Regions from separate parts of the Gasterosteus aculeatus genome. Here region 2 is linked to region 1. The links are chromatin contacts, called in public Hi-C maps. All regions are on one chromosome and are shown on one strand. The core of a region is the stretch at or near the end of the contact, and the rest is flanking DNA. Distances in the headings are between cores, read along the strand shown. Region 1 holds the start of sod1 (superoxide dismutase 1, soluble). Region 2 overlaps tiam1a (TIAM Rac1 associated GEF 1a).

What was found. A called contact is a pair of places that touch in the nucleus more often than the background predicts.
Region 2: a Hi-C map of tail fin shows a contact between it and region 1, with 4 times the contacts expected there. The contact joins the enhancer-like site here to the promoter of sod1 in region 1. A contact is called at or near these places in 5 of 6 Hi-C or Micro-C datasets (blood and trunk muscle, skeletal muscle, tail fin and 1 more).

The regions. Positions count from the first base shown.
Region 1 is chr7:24,177,787-24,184,625 of fGasAcu3.hap1.1, reverse strand. It overlaps sod1 (superoxide dismutase 1, soluble), which reads right to left and starts at 4,776. Exons shown (of 4, transcript XM_040182503.2): 1 at 4,589-4,776; 2 at 3,162-3,258; 3 at 2,828-3,015; 4 at 2,411-2,739. The coding sequence starts at 4,660. The coding sequence ends at 2,632. It overlaps scaf4a (SR-related CTD-associated factor 4a), which reads right to left. Exons shown (of 19, transcript XM_040182263.2): 19 at 5,448-6,839.
Region 2 is chr7:24,224,093-24,231,344 of fGasAcu3.hap1.1, reverse strand. It overlaps tiam1a (TIAM Rac1 associated GEF 1a), which reads right to left. Exons shown (of 29, transcript XM_040180468.2): 16 at 6,528-6,740; 17 at 5,524-5,657. Among protein-coding and RNA genes, the nearest start is that of grik1a, 13 kb to the left of the region's middle. Within about 2 kb of position 1,799, at least 6 of the 9 cell types and tissues checked have open chromatin away from gene starts, as enhancers often do.

The DNA.
Region 1 (6,839 bases), core at 3,527-6,026:
AATCCAAAGTTTAGTTTACAACCCTCCTGGCTGACACTTCATTACAATCCTGAACTGACAGACATTATTCCTCCATCACATCGGTGAGGAATCCATACATGCTTTTCATTTTCCAAGTCCTTTTTACTCAGTGAAGTGGAAAAATACTTACAGTTGGAAGTTTGGGTGGTTATTAAGTATAGCATGCAGCTGTTAAACAAGTAATGGCCTGTTGGCTGCTGGTGGGCCATACATCTACTGCTGCTGCCCCGCGGCTTAACGATAAGAAGCCTCCCCGTGAAATGTGATCGCACTGGTTCTTGTGAGCGGTGGTTTGGGCGCAAAGCAGGATGCATATGGGAAATAAAAGAACACAACCATGCAAATGCTCCCCGACAACTACCAATGGGCGACTCAGAAAGGTGCACACTTCCCCACATAATGCAACTTCTACGCAAGTCATCTTTTAGCAAACACCAGAAGGTCAGTGACCGTAAAGCGTAACAGTGTCGCTCTCGGGTGACATCGGAAAACGTTCCAAACCTTTTAAATATGACGCATATAGCGGTTAGGTAATCAACAAAAGGACTGGGCCCTGTAAGACTGGTTCATCATCGCTTTTGGGAAGAACACGCACTAGAACTGTGCCTTAAACAGAAACTAGAAGGGAAAAAAATGCTTCTGCGTTATGTGACAGTTATGCTCTTATGCAAGTACGGCTGTATTGTGTCAGCTAATTAATACGTTTAAATTAATTTAAACACTTGGTGCTGGCTTTGTTGGTGTGCTTTCATGAACAATTAAAAAGTGTCCTTAAATATGATGCGAATCTTCCGATGTGACCCTGTACAAAAGTATAAATTAAATGAGCTGGCTAGATAATAACTTCTTTCTCATTCATACGGAGCTTCGTTGGATTGTCCCGCTGTCACAGTCGCTCTCCCTCACTGTCAGCAGCATCGGTAAGTCTCTATTATTCATCACCTCCACTCCCAGGCTATTTATACCAGCTTTTACAGTCAGTATGTCTTTCCGCTCTGATGGCTGCATCCGTCTACACTAATACAGCTATTTCACCTTGTATGTGCAGTTTTTGGCTGACCGGGGGCGCTCGGTATGAAACTGCATCACTTCAGATGCCCAGGAACAAAGCATTCATGGACTTCAGTGCATACAGGCGAATACAGCATGATGAATAAAAAAAGATGTTTAAAAAAAAAGGCTGCAGAAAATCAAAATGATACTGCAATTGCATTTGCCACGGCTATTGACCCTGGTGATGGGAGGCGGACAGACAAACAATAAAATAAGGCCTTACGGTTCCCTAATTCTTATTTGGCACTGCCACCAATTCTGCTGACTGACCGCAAAGGTCAAATTCAAGAGCAGAAGCTGATCTACTAAAGCTGAAATCCGAGGAAGAGACCCGTACACCCGGCTACATATATTTATTTTTCCTACGGTAAAGATGTCATGAATTCATTTAGACAACACGCACTCTGCAGCTTGCCACTGGATTATTCCCTGAGGCATTAACTCCATTGAAGGACCTCCAAGACCTCATTTCCCTCGGGGGGAGAAGAGCAGTGAGCGCCAAATCACTTCACATGGGAGCATCCGCCATTCCCATGAAAGGAAAAAAGGCTTTAAGAGCACACAATTTGTACGTGCAGTGTGCCAGCTACATGTCGAAAGGGATGCGGAAACATACGTGTGTGTGTGTGTGTGTGTGCTGGCCAGTTCAGGGCACAGCTGTTCAGTTCAATATCATGGATGAAGACCAAGAATCTAATTTCAAGATCATTTTTAGTGGGGTGGCTACAGTGGCCTGTGCAACAGATATTAGATTTGTTATGTATAGCATATGTGCAAAAGTTGTGCTTCGCAGGATAATCAAACCTCTATGCGATCATTTTAACAGCAGGGCGGTCGTATCAGAAGTCGCAATAACATTTATAAAGAATTTAAAATTGTTATGCTATCAAATTCAACTCGTACGTTTATCTTTGCTGGCAAATTACAGTCTAAATTCAAAAGTAGTTTACTATTCAAAAGATAGCTGCAAATAACCAAAGAACATCCACCGCCGCTACAATATCATTGTGAAGGTAAACTCTTATGGAGCAGGGGACAGATTTAGGGAACATTAGACATATAAATAAATAAATATTTTAGTTCTAAATATCATGGTTATGGTAAATAAGGCCATACCACCACGGAGTGCAGCATTGACGTGTGGACATGTCCAGCCACTGGCATGCATTGCTACATCTCCTGCAATGACAAATACCCAATAGTTGAATCGCAATGATACAATGTGTTTCAATGACGTGTAGACAGGCATCAAGATTTGTTTGAGTTGTGCAGAGTAACAATGCCCTCTAGTGGCCGAGGCAATAGACACACAATTCTGATGAACCAACAGCGTTGATCAATGTTTGGATCAGTTTATTACCAAGTCAATGGGACCAAAACTAATCAGCAGACACAAACCCATACATACAGATTGTCATGAGGAACAAACATGGTAATGCAAGGCTCAACTACTCTATAAAAAGCCACAGCGGGTCGAAGAGGACAAACTGCCACATTGAGAAGCTACGTTGGTCTCAGTAAGTGCTTTTGGTAAAAGTTGTTTCTAGTGCCAGACGTTTACTGGGCGATGCCAATGACTCCACACGCCAGACGACTACCAGCGTTGCCTGTCTTTAGACTCTCTTCGTTGCCACCTTTTCCCAGGTCGTCTGCTTTCTCGTGGATCTAAACACAGGACACAAAACGCAGTGTTTGTTTGCATCACTAAAGCCTAGATGAGAATTTCTATTTGCAATGATGCTCTTTTACTCACCACCATGGTTCTGCCAATGATGGAATGCTGGCCAGTGAGGGTGATCACCTTGTCTGTGATGTCTATCTTGGCAATATTATCTCCTCCAGCAGTCACATTTCCCAAGTCGCCAACATGCCTGATTTCATCATTAGGGCCTGCGTGAGTCTTGCTATGGGGATTGAAGTGAGGGCCCGCACTAATGCACCCTTGGAAACAAGGAATAAAATAAAACTCCTCATCACAAAAGATTAGCAGTACAAGTTTACTAAAACTGTCAATTACAGCAATATTCATTTGCAGGTCCAGATGGTTTAGAAACTTCAGCTTTACACAACCATCAACAGATTCTTACCGTTTGTATTGTCTCCAAAAGCATGGACATGGAAGCCATGCTCTCCAGGAGTGAGGCCTTTGATTTCACCAGTCAGCTTCACAGCCGCTTTATCGCTCTGACCAATCAGGACAAAAGAGCAGTCAGAGTCAGCTGGCTAGGAGTGTTTCCGTCAAATTTTGCAGTCACTTGGTAACATAAAATACAATATACACACACACACACACACACACACACACACACACACACACACATTAAAAATCTTTAAGGCTTTAAATGGTAAATATTTATTTTTGAAGCAAATTTAAAACTGACGAGTCTCTTGTCAACAAGAAATCCACACTTTAATTCTCAAAAAAGCCTCAATAGAAAGTTGGGTGAAAAGTGTTGGGATCAAAAAGACAAATGCCGTGAAACACTAAGCTCTGAGTGAAAGGGACGTTTTGTCTGAGGGTGGAGAAACTGATCTGGCCTTTGTCTTCTGCGTTCTGCCTGGTGACAGTCAGCTGTGCAAGTGGCAGCACGCTGAAATTACCGCTTGGTTAAAGATCTGATTGGCTCTACAAAAAAAAAAAAAAAAAAAAAAGTCTGCATCCACGAAGACTGACCGATCAATAATACAACACTATGGCAGCACGACCACAAACCAACTAGATATTTGAAAGCCATCAGCAATCCAAAGGGTTTCCCTGCTGCTGACCTCATCTAGAAGGCCACGCAGTGGAGGCAAAGGGAACCAGAACGAGGGATAGCAGTGACTCAGCAAAAACAACAGAAAAACAACCGCGTTAGTGGGCAAGTGCGTTTGTGCGCTGGTTTTAAAAGCTGGTGCCACTTTTAAATGAAAGCCTTTCAGCGGAACGGCTGCAAAAACAAATAGTAATGAATGAGTCAAACCGGCAAGATTAGCGGTTGACACCTCGCACACGCTCGAATTATGCAACAGGCGGTTTCAATGCACGCGCTGTTGATCATTAATAAAAAATAGGGCGTAAAACGTGCAAAGGTTACCACTTTTGCGGCAGTGTTGGATCCTCATTTACGTCCACAGGGTCAGCCTATTTTTAATTAAAAAAGGGTTAGTTAAGTAACACGCCGCTCGGTCTGCCTGCGCACTTTAGCGCTCATTTAAGGCTTTGACGTCGCACCGTGCGGGCTAACGTTGGTTTGCGTTGAATAACCGTGCCCGTCGTTGGAGAGCTAGGACTTTGGTCGGCGGTGGGTTGCTAATCTTACATCTGACCAATTTCGATGCGTGGTCATTCAAAACGTAATAAGTGACGTTAGCCAGTTAGCTCCCGTCAACCATTCAAAACCTAACGTTATACTCGTGAAGGGAGGATTTAACGTTAGCTTGTATAGCATTGACGCGCTAACGGTTAGTTTAAATATAACGGCTAACTAACGTTAGATAGTTCCTCGGCTGAAGGTAACGTTGCACGCCTTACTTCCTGCTCAAAATAAATGGTCCCAGTGGTCTCGCCTGCTCCTTTCAGCACACACACAGCTTTCACAACCATCTTCGCAGTAGTTTCAGGCGATGCACAAGTTCCAGACAAGCTTGGTAGGTAGAGACGACAGTGTGGCGACAACTATATTTGTAGGCATCGAATGGGCGGGCGTGTAATACAGAGAGCCAATCGGAATCGACTATAGTCAAAATGACATATTTTGATTGGCTACTAATCTTAACACATTAAGTGGGTGAACAAATCCATAATGCTTCGCCAGGGCCACATGACATATTCACATCGCACTGCATCGTTAGAATAATTCTTGCAATTAAAAATTGGAATTTGTAAAAATGCATCATGTGGTTGACAAATATATTGCTGTCATCTTAATCTATCAGTCATCTATCAGTACTATTGTTATTAAATTGACTAGTGTATCCAGGAAAAAATGTTGAATATCAATCAATGGCCTAATATTTGTACCATCTTTCTTAATACGGTGGGGGTACACTGTTGACAGTCACATGCTTAATAAAGTCAGATGCTCATGCACAGCCTACAATCTCTCTATTGTTGTTACATATACAATGATGAAGATGCAGTGACTGTTAAAATGACATTTAGTCACAGACAGCACGAGTTCTAAGCTCACTTAGAACTCGTGCTGTCTGTGACTAGGATCCAACACTGCCGTGGAACTCTTAACGGCTCCTTTTTCACGACGATAGATTTGAACGACATCAAATGTCCACCTGTAAGCTGTAAGTGTAATAAATATCAGTATAGTGGAAATAACAGTCCAGTATGTGTACCAACACTAAAACATAGAATATCATTTAAACAAGCAAAAATATTTGGTACAAAAATAGTTTATTAAAAACACTTTCCTCTGGCTGAAATTTTGGAGGTATTATGCCCATGTGTTTTTGTGTTACTAACCAATCATAGAAACATCTGAACCCTTCTAAACCCTCAGGAAAAATGTTAAAGCAAGACTTCTTCGTTGTTCCTTCCCAGTCAATTTCCTCCTCCACCATAAACGCATCACAGATCATAAACAACAAATACAGTTCTGAATCGTCAGTGATACAAGCATATTTACAGCAGCGTGTCGCAAGCAAATCTCTTCATTCCGTCTCCTTAGTATTTGGTAAATAGATTTTAGAAAGGGCTGAATTTGTAGAATCTGATCTTGAAGCTGTAATTTCAGTTAAAGCTGCTCTGCAGTGAAAGAGACATGAAGTTCACTGAAATGCCAATAGAAATATACTTCCTTTGTGATGTGATGTCCTTTGTGACGTTGATGTTAGTTCTGAAAAGTACTTGTCAAAACATTAAACAGAAGCCAGGACGCCAGGACAAAAGATCTAATTTCTTCTTGTTTTTACTTTAGTTTTCGGCAGTTTTTGAACAGGGTGCAAAGTTATTGTAAATAGGATCACTCTTCCTTATTTATGCGTACCAATATCTATATAACATCTGATTTCTTTACAACCACAATTTTACAGGGGAGATCTATACGGTATCATCATGACCCGAATTGAACTTGTTTTTGTCCATGTTACGTCAAAATGCCTAATTGGATTTTCTGAATATGCCACCGTTAAAAGTCCTAGGTTCCGAGTCCCCACAATGTTTAATGTTTTGCCAAAAAAAAAATATATATATATATACATACATACATACATACATACACACACACACACACACACACACACACACACAAAGAATTAAAAGACCATTAGTGAAAGCTGGATAAGAACCGCATAATAAATGACTGGGAAGCATTCTCGATTCCCGAAGTCTTATGATGATGTGTGTGTTTGGGCAACATTTCTGTTCCAATACAAGTGGTAGACATAACAATTTCAATAAAAACCATGTATTATACATACCCAAGCAGCAGGTATAACCAAGACAATATTCTACCTGAAATAAAAAGTGTTTCAAAGAATAAAAAGCCGGGACATAATCAAAATTGGTGTCAGCAAAGTAGCAAACCTAATTCTTGGAGGGATTTACCAACACGTCTATGTACTTTTCCTTCCTAATTCAATACACCTACAACATACTTGATTGGCCTTTCAATGCTGTGCATTACAGGCGGTCAGACAGGGCGGATATGAAGCACAAGATGACATGAAAACAAGAGAAAATGAAGTAAATTGTTTGTTTGAGGGGAAGATATTCAGTGTTCGACTTGAAGTTTTAAAATGAACATATTCACCTGGTTGAGGAGGGCCTG
Region 2 (7,252 bases), core at 550-3,049, 50 kb before region 1:
CACATGACTGATTCTTAACTCCCCAAGCACAAACCATCACAAGGAGACACAAATAGATAAATAAGCCACTGGTGTAGAGCGGAGCTGAAAACAGGTGGACATTTCTGCAGTTGTCCGTCATATTCATGAAAGCAATTGCTGCGATTGTAGATCACACAAAAAGGTCCCACATCCGTGTGGAGTTTCGGAGTCAGAGAAGGCGGCTAATAATTGTCATCTGTGACGACACACCCAGGCATGCTTGGGAGTTTCTGTTGACTGATCTGCAGACAGCTGGTCCGCTCGAAGACGCGGCTCGTCGTGGCTGATTTTACGGTCGTCTCCCGTTGGCTGCGGCGATGACAAACACAAATTTGCACGGTGGTTTTCAAACCGGTTTTGCGAAAGTGCCGGGTCCACACGCACGCACACAACCCGACAGCCGTGCTGATGCCAATTGAGTTAAGAAGAGTTCCGTATGCCGCTTGAACACAATCGACAACCACGCAAGGAAACAAAAGTATATGCAAGTAAAATGAGCTGCCTATCAGACTGTCCTTCAGTCACCTTGCACACTCCTTCGTAGACACACACACACACACACACACACACTAATTGTGTTATTTCATGCAACCTATGGGCAGCATGAAATAACACAATGTTGAAACGTGTCAATAATCAGACTATGACTCAAAAAAGGTATAAATACAAGATAAGCAATACTCAATTGGTAAATTCCCAACAACTGTTGATGCAGCCCAATTCTTAGATCTGTGGTACTCGTTACTTCCACTGAAATATAAATAGGAGTTCATATTATCACGTGTGATGGGCCACAAATATTCTGCTGATGGAAATCGAACCTCTACCCTCGGCCCCATCACATAATCACTGACTTCTGCAGGATCTCACACACACACACACACACACACACACACATCATAGATGGATTCAGCAGAGCGTCCGCAGCTCCTGCTCCTCCTAAAAAGCAAACATGCTGACAAGGTCGAACAGAAAAAGGGTCAAGGAGAAGTCAGGGGTCCTTTTCCAGACCAGGTAGCTTGCACTCCTTGTGCAATGGCGCTCCGAGCCAGGGGGAATGGCTTTAACTTCTTCTGCCAAAATGTACGAGTAATACACTGTGCAGGATGTTGAACGCGTCCTGACAAACGGTTTAACGGGGGTGAGGAAGCAGTGGTTGGAGGCGAGCCAGACGGGGATGAAAAGACAGCAGAGACGACTCTTAAGAATGGACAGCAGCCATGTTAAAACACAAGGCGGTATTATGGATGAGCTCCATTGCCCGCGTTAATGAAAACACTAAACTTCTATCCATGGATATCAACGCAGATAGAAGTATATTTTACAAATGATATGTGATCCAGATGGAACTGGAACTTCAAGCACTCGTGCCACAACGGCTAAGTAATGAGAAACATACCACACCTGCTGCACACACTCAAAAAAGGCTAAATAATACAATGAGGAAAAACAGGGTATGTTACGGACCGGTGACAAGAAACAAAAACATTAAGATTGAATTGGAGTCTCAGTTGAAGACAAATGGACCTCAGACATGTAAAAAAAGACAACAGCTTAAAAACAGAATACATGAACAAAAACAATTAGAAGCAGGCAACAAATAGATACCTTATTCTTTGTAAATCCAATCTCCTTATCATTTCCAACAGAGGAATCACCCGCTTACAAAATGTACTGGATCACAGACTCGCCCTTCATTACACAGGAGTACAGCATGAGGGAGGAGCGTGGAGGCAGGCACAAACCTGCTCACACAGCCGTGGGCTGAAACCACCAACAGTGAGAGCCAGCGTCAACAGATTACACGTGACCACATAACCTGGCGCACAGAAACACAAGCATGTGTGTGTGTGTGCACTCGGTGAATTGAATTTTTGACATGGAGTATTATGCACGTGTATAAGTAAATGTACATTTGGATGGCATGTACTCGTACTCGAGGGCAGGAATGTGCTCGTCAACAAACAGAGGAGGTGGGGGGAGTATAGTCTTGAAGTTCAGTTTCATTTGAAATCAGGGAAACCTGCAAATCCATAAATCCCTACGAGGAATGATGGGATATAAACGCCACGACACAGAGACAGAGGCTTTAATCATTTAATCTCAAAGCAAAAGGATATTATGACACGAGTCTTTACAAATCTACAGTATGCATGAGCATTTAGGCTTTGAAGCCGTTGCTTTTTCAGACTGTGTCAGGATCTCCGATCCCCTGCGAGCATCCTACAACTTTGGAAGGAAGAAGGGCGAGGGAAGTGTCAAGTGCAAGATACTGTCTTTACATCCCTAAAAAAAAGTGTCCACCTTTGGGCGTTAATAACGGACTTCAGGGAAAATGCAATTTTGAGCATTTATTTCAATCCTCATTGAAAATCATACAACATACCTATACTACAAAAAGACACATCTAATACAATCTATAGATGACTGAATACTGAGATAATCAATGTAGATATTCATATATAGATGACCGGATCTGTTCGGGGTTGCATGCTTAGTGTTAGAAACATTGCGGTTTTGCAGCGTTGAATCTACCCAGTGCTCCCTCTAGTGGACGGCTGTGAGACGACAGCAACCACCGAGTCAAAGCTGTAAGGCCGAATAGAGGGAATCTACACAGGGAACCTGCTTGGTCTCCATTGCGTTGAGGGATCATTTAAAGAAGTAATAATTAAATTAAATAGTTTATGTTAAAGCTAAAGATATACAAGATGTGTGTATTCTAGTAGTCAGTAACCACTAGAATAACAAGCGCACTGCATGCAGAGGGCAAATTAACCTGGATTGTACCAGGAGTGAAATCAAAACAAATCTTGATGGGAACTGTCCCCTCCACGGATCATCCAATGAATAATGCATTTCCCATTTCAAAGCCCCCAAAGCCAAACCAATAGTGGTTTGTAAATTATAACCAGCACCCTCAGTGAGGACGACTACACCTTGGAGAACATTAAAATCAGCCATCTCTATTATCGCAAGCAATCACCGTTTGAATCTGCAGTTGGTTTTTCATATCGAGGAGGTTGCTCTGTGCTTTGTCCAAAATAATGAACCTCCTCGTTTCCTCCGGCTAGCCAGACACTCACTTCATCTCCACTAAATGATGTGAAACACTGTGCAGAATGAAGTAATTAGAATGTGGGGATAATTAAAATTGTCCCATTTTGCCTCCTTTTTGTCCTTCTTGCCACCGTATAGCTGCAGGCGGTGGTTGAAATGAGGCGAGACAGAATCTTCAGCACTTTGGAGGCATTCCAAAGAGCGAGTGTGGAAACAAAACCATGGCCAAAAAAACAAAAACAAAAAAAAGGGTCAACCCCAAATTTAAAAAAGATAACTAAAAACGTGTTATTATTTTAAGTTCCAATGGGACAAAGGAGACGAGAAACCGCATTCAAACCAAAGATGAGACCGGATAATCAGAGAGGACAAACAAAACGCTGAGCTGTCATGTCAGACTAAAGGACATCTATGGAAAAATATATGACAATAGATCAAGGAACCAAGATTTAAAAAAAAAAAAATTACAAGAAAAATGAGAGGGTGACAAAAATGAGGCCAAAACAAACAGCAGATTGAAATTACAGGGATGGAAGACAGCACAGGACTGGCGTCGAGACACTGAAAGGTGAACGCGACATCAAAGATTTCTAGAGCTTTGCGTTTGTTTGCCTTTTTTCAATTCCACTTGTATATAAAACTGCATCTGATAAAACAAAGAAGTATATGACTGAGAGAGGACATGTTATGAATGTGGGTTAGCAATATCTCAAGCCTTATTTTGCCTCCAAAATAGACTGCATTGTTTCATGAAAGGAAAGTCTAGAATTTAAAAAAAACAATTGGTTGATGATCAACGAGCTCATTTTTATGCTGACTGAAGTTTTTACTTAATTTGCATATGCTAATTTGTTAATTAATAAAATGAATAGTTTTTCACTGTTAAAAAAAAAAACAGCTACTCTGTCAACACTGAAATTGCAAAATCTTTGCAAAACCAACTTAGTTTGCTCAGTTTCAAAAAGGCTTTTATGTGGAGATCATATTCTGCATTTTGTACATGTTGGAACAGATTTGAATGGATTTCGAGCAAAATCTCTTAAATGTGCATTAGAAGCCGCGCAGAGGATCAAACTGTTGTAAAGTTGAACAACTTTAGAACTGCTGGCGGTTTTCCCCACATTAAGTGAAGTGCACCAAATGAGACTTAAAGTCCCTCGTCCTCATTCAGCCATCCTGCAGGGCCTTTCAGCCTTTCTCTTATCCTCACATACTTTGCTTCAAACGAATGATGGCACATCAGAGTCACAGAACCACCACTGTCCAAAAGGACCGGATCCGGCTCTGACCTCACCCATTAAGGTCGCCTTCCAGACTGAAGCTCAGTGACACATATCCGAGACAGAACGCAGTGCCGTCCCTTCCCTGCTCTCCTTTCCCACCCCTCCACGTCTGGGCTATTGTGAGAAGTAGGAAAAAAAATGTTTCCGGTGGATTACTGGTGATCAGACATTGCCATGGTAATGGAAGTGACAACCGTATCCAAGGGAGACCGGCTGGCACACAGCGTGTCCCGGCAATCAATGCGCCGACCCTGATCGGACCCGACGTAATCTTAATTAGACAGTGATGCCGTTCACTCACTCTTTCAATCACCTGTCTGTCCTCATCTCTGTGCTCCAGAGCACGCACACATACAGTACATATGGAGCACGCATGTGCTATCTATTCAACACACTACAAATAAGTCATGCAATACGTTAGTATTGTATGAAACAAATCTAGTATTTATGTAGGAATAGGATTAGGGGCACACTATGTTGTAGGTGTCACCGGATTAACTGCATGAATGATTCATCAAGGTGAGTTCACTGCAAAGCGACTTCAAAGCAGTTAAGAGTGTGTGAACTCTGGTTGTGTGCGCATGTCAAACCACTTACATACGCGTTGCTTGAGTCAGATCTTTTAAAACATTCTTCTCACATGAGAAAAATTCTGCTAAGCTCTTCCAGCTTTCTCGCTACACACACACCCACAAAAAACCTGTCTAACATACATGAAGAAATACTTAGGATAAGACCTGCCACAGGGTTTTTATATAATAATAATAATAATAATAATAATAAACACATTTGGACGGTTGAACACTGATTTCTTCTGATGGACGAATCTGAGACATGAAACCGGGAGAAACTAAGCACACTGTCAGCGAGCGCAAAGATAAGCACACAAATGCAGCTAATCAGCCACTTCAAACACCGGCATTGATCCACAGGTCTCACACGCTCTCTCTCACGCTCTCTCTCACTCTCGCTCTCTCACACACACACACACACCAAAACTGCTATTCTTATTTTTTTACAACAACAACACATGACACTGACAAGTTGTGTTGAAATATATATAGAAACTGTTCTATTAATCCTCTGTCCACATCCAGTGTTGCAACTATGTGCCTGTCTGTGAGCCCATCAAGTTGTGCGTTTGCACGCCGTGTTCTACCTTTTGTCCGGTCCCCACGCCCGTTTTGTCTTCCTGATGATCTTCAGGACTTCGCAGAGTCAGAGGAGATGCTTCCTCTAAACTGTCATCCGGGCTCTCCACCGTCAACCCCGACACCTCATCCAGGATGTCCTCTACAGACAGAGAGAAAAGGGCCATTTGTACACATAGACGCAGTGTTTACCCAAATATACGGACATTCCCCCTAAATGCTCAGACACACTCCTCTTTTGGACATTTGACCTGTTCTAATGGATTTATTTGACAACACTTCCTTTAATGGTGTTTGGAGATTCTGGATTCATGCACAATGCGCTTGTGTCATGAAAAACGGGGCTGTAAGTAAACAATCCTAAGTCGAGTTGAAGTCGAAGGCCCCTTAAGCATGATATCATCGATAACCTCCATATGGCAGCTGGAATGTTTATTTTACCCTTTGCATTTGGCGTATCCTACACGATGACGGCTCCGCTGAAGGATTCCTATTAATATTCATAGTTTTCTGAGTCCCTGTACAAACAAAGCCAGTTTGTCAGCCTGTGGACCGCGAGCCCCCAATTTAAAAAAGGAATACAAATGGTGCCCTTGAACGGATGAAAAGAGCAGGGCAGAGGAAAGCTGGCGGCTGCCTGCAGGTTAGTTATCAGACAGCATAATTAGCAGAACGCCCTCTTCACCCTCGGTTTCATTTTTTATATATATAAAATAAATTAAAAAATTACCATCTGGGGCCTCTATTTCTCACTAAACAAGTTTAGAGGATTGATGATCGTACAAGATGAAGCACAAGGATTTAAACTCAAAGGGTAAAATAAAAAAAAAGATTAAAAGTACTTAAAAATAATTTTTCTGCTTCAAATTACTGATATAACAACCATTAGTTTCAGATTGTTGTTCAACATGAAGAGCGTGACAAGACCGATACCTGTGAAAAGTGTTTCCCATTCACGTTTACCTGCCATGATGGCGCTCAGCATCAGCCTCACAGCTGTGTTTGCGTTTACCTTGGCTCTGGGAGAAGATGTCAGTGGCCGGGTCCTGCTCCCCGTCGGAGCGCCGCGGAGGAAGGCAGCACAGCACGCGAGGGTCCAGCTGGGGCAGGGTGCTGACGCTCAAGGTCAGCGCTTGGTTTACAAACGCCGCCCTCATATCGTCCATCTGGAGGGCGGACGCGGGTTTGCCGTTCAGCAGCAGAATCTCATCGCCTGCTTTTAAACCTGGCGGGGATCGAAAGGACAATCGTAGGAGAGGAAAATCAAATTAGGCAGGTTTTAATGTGAAAAGAAAAAAGTCAAGGCGATTTCATCCTTTAAAGTTGCAAAAAATACATTAGAAAAAAGCAACATACAGTCAGTGAAAGGCAACAACGAAGCCACATTCGACACTGTAGCTTTTTCATTTCCAGAGTGCAAACGCGCACAAATGATCTGCACAAGCAAAGCTTTAGTGTCATACTCTTGTTCTAATCAGACATATTTGCGCTCTAATGTCTCCCAATATATAAAAACTGCATCCCTCTATGCATGTTCCCTTCAGGCAAATGTTCATCTAACAACGCCGGACACTTCTAAGAAGCAGGATGCGATGCTTTTCTATTTCTGTCCTGTCGTCACGTATATCATCTATATGCTACTATATGTGAGAGAGATTCACAGCCCCAGTTTGTGGCTTCCTCCCTCGCTCCTCCCCTCAACCACCTGTGCCCGGCCTCCGCTAATTGAGCATTAGC